Linked DNA regions of Drosophila melanogaster: region 2 is linked to region 1. A link is a contact called in public Hi-C data. All regions are on one chromosome and are shown on one strand. The core of a region is the stretch at or near the end of the contact, and the rest is flanking DNA. Distances in the headings are between cores, read along the strand shown. Region 1 holds the start of lncRNA:CR44133 (long non-coding RNA:CR44133). Region 2 holds the start of Mpc1 (Mitochondrial pyruvate carrier).

The links. Hi-C and Micro-C count contacts between places; a contact is called where the count stands out from the background.
Region 2: a contact with region 1 is called in a Hi-C map of the Kc167 cell line, with 2.4 times the contacts expected there. A contact is called at or near these places in 2 of 107 Hi-C or Micro-C datasets (both in the Kc167 cell line).

The regions. Positions count from the first base shown.
Region 1 is chr3R:15,984,911-15,987,469 of dm6, reverse strand. lncRNA:CR44133 (long non-coding RNA:CR44133) reads right to left here and starts at 1,289. Exons shown (of 2, transcript NR_074017.1): 1 at 683-1,289. srp (serpent) reads right to left here and starts at 1,318. Exons shown (of 8, transcript NM_001275690.1): 1 at 683-1,318.
Region 2 is chr3R:18,927,390-18,929,948 of dm6, reverse strand. Mpc1 (Mitochondrial pyruvate carrier) reads left to right here and starts at 1,290. Exons shown (of 4, transcript NM_001275791.1): 1 at 1,290-1,560; 2 at 1,635-1,754; 3 at 1,821-1,921; 4 at 2,291-2,559. The coding sequence starts at 1,693. The coding sequence ends at 2,451. It overlaps CG42613, which reads right to left and starts at 753. Exons shown (of 19, transcript NM_001260256.1): 1 at 385-753.

The DNA.
Region 1 (2,559 bases), core at 40-2,539:
AGGCCTCGTTGTTGTCGTCGCCACAACTCAACGACCGCAGGGCCAAGTGGATCGGCAGCGGTACCATGGAACGGGACCCATCGTTTGGACTCGCATTTTGTTTTTCAGTCGTTTCAACCTCCTTATATATTTATATATATATACACATACATATATATAAAATATATACTCGGGCACGCATATGGGCACTTGCTGGGTGCCACTGCCTGGAGCTGTAAGGCAATGCCCCACCCCTTGGCTGGACGGGATCCGGAGTTTTGTGCTTTTTGGGTTCGTTGATCGTCATGCTGGTTTCTCGTAATCGACATAATTTTCCCTACTTTTCCCTGTCGGTCCCTTTTCAATTCCTTAAATTTTCTTAGACACTTTTTGCTTGGATGCATTCCACAACATTTAATAATCTTACTGCGACTTGAACTGAAATATTTATTCTTAGAAACCATTTTAAGCCTAAAACTCATTAAAATCATGACTGTTTGCAAAAAATGAATACAATGACTCATAATAATACGTACACTATGTCTTCCCAAGAGTTGTGACTAAACATTATGTGACATTTATTTATGTACATATGTAGCTTCATTTAGCACATATGCAACATTCCATTAGTATTATTTATGTTAGTTAAGACAATTGAGAGCAACTTCCCCCGAAGGCCAACAAATCGTCTGGTGAAACTTACCAAGTTGTCCATGGCCAGATTCCCATGCATATTCCGACAGCGATTGAAAATCCATTGTGGCTAGGTCCAGAATCGAGTGCTCGGATCCGTTGCGCTCATTATGAGGGGCGTTCGTTCGGCCCATGTGGTTTTCATCGATGATGACCGAGCCGCGGACATCTGGGCATCTGGCGATCTCAGGCGCTAAGCAAGCGTTAAATTTTCGGTTTCGATACTGTCCGGACTTTGAGGGGGCGTTAACCCGGCAAATGAAAGTGTCACACAGGTCACGCCGACGGATCACAACTCTTTCGGGGAACGATGAGGAGGCGGGTGGTGGCTTTTCCGGGCGCCCAACCGTCGATTATGTTGGTTAAACTCACGTCGCTTTTGTGGTTAAACACACGTTTGAAGGATTTCCCTTGCGCCGGCGCAACTTTCCTCACATTTTTCCACGCTCAAAGGGTTTTCTTCGGTTTCACGCCCAACAGATCACGGTGATAATCGCCGGGACACGACCCACGAATCCGCACCGGTGTGCCGGATGCAATCGATAGGATGGGATGGCACGGGATGGGTTCGGTTGGGAGTGGACCCGACCAGACCCGCATCCGAGCTCCGACCTACTACTACAACTTTTCAAATGCTACTCGGCCGGGAGCCACCCAAAGCAATGCGAGTAAAATATTCTTGATTAAAACTTATCAGAGCACATTTCATATCACCTTTTCAAAAACGCAACAACAGCAAAGTAACGATTGTACTTATTATCGGCGACGCAACCGTCGAACTCATTGCGCCGTGTACTCGGTACTTTGGCGTAGTTTGGCTGTCGCCGGTTCCGCTGATTGGACGCCGCCAAGATATGGCTATCTGAGCCGGGCCCGATTCCGATTCCACGATTGCCAGCCCCACAGGCGCCATCTCCGCCGCATGGACGCCACACGGGAGCGAGCAGGACGCTGGCACAGATAGAGCGAGAGGCAGGGTGGGCGATACCAAAACACGATTTGATTAAGTTGCATCACGCGTCGGTCGCGCGACTATCCTTATCGGGGCAACTCTCGCTCTCCGACTTGGTGAGTATATGCCATAGGTCCTTATCATCTGGCCTGCTTTGGCCAGATTTGATTTGGTGACGACAGCATTCGGAATCTGGCCACTATAGCGGAATGTACATAAGTTCCTGTTTCGAATGCTTACCAAACAGTAGAGAAAGGATCTTTAACCAACTTACTAAAAAAAAATATATATAAATTCCCCCAGATCCAATCCTGTAAATACCCAATTTCTAATTATTTCTCAAAGATACAAGCTCTTCCAAACTAATCTTTTTCTAAATCAAAAATATAAGTTCCTAATATAAATCCCACTTTTCTCTTTTATATCTAAGATATTTTCCGGTTTAGTAAAGATGGTTTATGAAAGATATAACATTTTTTTTGCGCTCAATAAATAGAGACTGATCTACATTAAACCAAACCGATAACAAAGCCTGGCAGACGACCTTGCCTATCTATGGCACTCCTACTATTCTCCCTACACACCCCCCCTTTCGATGAAGTTTATGATGAAGTTTATTTCCCACCAGGGAAATGCCAAAGAGTCTGGTAATTTTAAAAAACTAAAAAGCAAGCACGTTTCCAAAAAAAAACGATAAAAAAATGTAAAGATATTCCTATCTAATAGCAAAATGCCGGCTCTTATGACGTCACGCGTCGTGATAAGAGAACCAGTAATCAAGAAACAATAACAAAAAGCTGAGAACAAACATATTGCAAACAGAAACATTGATAAAACCAGACGAATCAGAAGCAAGGAGCGGGTGACGAGGCGAAAACAATGCTGGCGAGATAAGGAGGTAAATAACCTGGCGGAAAACTTTAAGTCGGCGCCTC
Region 2 (2,559 bases), core at 41-2,540, 2.9 Mb before region 1:
TCAACATTTAAAAATTTAAAGAAGCAAAATCTGTCTTTGTTTTGGCAATTCTTGGAGTTGGTTTCTTTGGGCATAATTTGAATTTTCTTTAGCTTTCCCAAGCACCGCACATGGAAAATGCTTGCAAAATGGCACACTGACCACATATAAACACTCGCACGCACGCACACACACAGCACACAAACGCACACATACACACACAGACACACACGGGGATTACAAGTTGGCAGAACAGTGGCAGCGAAGTCAGCAGCGGCATCGACTGCCAACACAATTTCCATTTGCCTATTCCGCTTTTTCACTTTGTTGTTGTTGTTGTTGTTATTTGGCCAGAGGATGTGGTGTGTTGTTGGTGCCAGGATTCCTTCGATAAGGACTATTTACCGAGCCAAGTTTCCTTTGAGCCGCCGTCGCTCTCGAGTCGCAAATTCACACTGAGCCGGAGTTTTGGATTCGGTTTTGGATGCTGGTTGCTTCGCACTCGGATGCTGCTGGTTGTGCTGCTTTGGTCTTCTGCCGCCGCGGCCAAGGACTCAGGCGCAGGCTGTCGGCGCAGAAACCATCGCCCCAATTCTCTTCGCCTTGGTCCTTTTAAGAGAGCCGGAAGAGCGCGTATTAAGTGAAGAGCGGAAGCGCGTGGTGGATTAACCACTTGAAAACCGTGGCGCCCGCACTTCAGCAAATGCGTTGCAAATGCACACATTACGTCCACTTGTAATTAGCGGGCTTAATGCACATCAAGCATCCGCTTTTCGGCGGATATAGGGAGGGAAGTCCCTGCGACAAGCCTATCGAGATTGCAAATCGAGTCGAGTGTTGCAGCGATCAGTATATGCCTGACACCGATCAAGCGCTTCAATGACTTTCAACGATAGTGTAATATATCGGTATAACTTACAGGATTTTAAATGAAAAAGCAACAAGATTAAACTCGTTTTAGAATAGCAATTAAATGTTTAATTTTCGATTGACTTTATAAATATTTAAGTTAATATTAATAATGTAATATAAATATCAATATACTAGATTTCTTGATATTTATGCGTAGAGCTTTGAAAGCATTGTATTGTTTTACACTGTTTACAATGCTAGAATATTTTTTTGTTATAAATATTTTATTAATAAAAGTCTTAGCATAGTGCCTGGGCACAAATTTGCCCAACTAAAATATTGCTGAAGGTTATGTTAACCACTTTTCAAAAAAAGATTTAAAACCTATCGCATTCGCTTCATTCGACGTCCATCTCTAAGTGTGACCCTTGGATGTGGCGATTGTACGGGCTATCGATAACTCCGACGCGACAGCGACGCGGCAGAGAAAACTCGTTGATGCCTTTCGTTTGACTAATTTTATATAACTTTCGGAGTGACAACACGGCCGACACATAAACAAAAAATATATCCTAGCTTGTGAATATTTAGGCACACACTTCACACACCTGCAACGCGGCCTGCAGTTCCAAATTCTTCGTGTTTTCGATCAAGGTGTTCCAGGCGGTAAACAAACAACAGCAACAACAGCTGGCACCACAAAAACAACAACAACACGGCGAACAACCTGTAAGACCTTGAGGGGATTTTTTTCGGATTTATATTGCGCGGCAATGGCAATCTAATCTAAATTATTCCACCAGGTGCGCTTCTGATTAACATTTCTGGTCAGATATATTCAATTAGCAAAGCGGTAGCATCATGTCGATCAGGAGAGCTATGTCCACAACGGCCTCAAAGGAGTGGCGGGATTACTTTATGAGGTCTGTTTGTTGGTTATCAATTGGCCTTATATGACTTATTGTAAATATTGCTTTTTATATCCACAGTACCCACTTCTGGGGCCCGGTGGCCAACTGGGGTATTCCGGTGGCTGCTCTCGCCGACACACAAAAGAGTCCCAAATTCATCTCCGGCAAAATGACATTGGGTAAGGATATCCCCCCTTGGGTTTTGGCCTCCATCTGGCATCCATACACGCGCGACTGGCATCGAAAGTTTTCGCTTAAGATGTCGTAATCAGAGCCGCTGTGATATGTTCTAAACAAATCACTCTATAATGCCTGATAAGCCAGATACGGAAACTGTCGAAACGTCTGCCGATAAGATTGCACAGAGAAAAAACTAAGCACAATTTGTCCATTTTACTCCATAATCCGATTCCATCGGAATAAGATGCCAGCGAGGCAATATGCACATAATGTAATGGAAATTATGACAAATTTTGCTTATAATTTGTCCTGTGCCTTTGCCTATGTAAATAAGTCTCCCAGAAATGCTTATCCTCGATCTTTTCCAGCTCTGACCCTGTACTCGTGCATCTTTATGCGATTTGCCTACAAGGTCCAGCCCAGGAATTGGCTGCTCTTCGCCTGCCACGCTACCAATGCCACCGCCCAATCGATCCAGGGTCTTCGCTTCCTTCACTACAATTACGGGTCTAAGGAGCAGCAGGCGTAAATGTAATCCTTGCCCCGAAATCCACTTCCCCGAGACGCGACGCGCGAAGCCACTTCAAATGTTTACCCAACAGCAGCAGCTATCGCAATTTACTGCCACCACACGCAA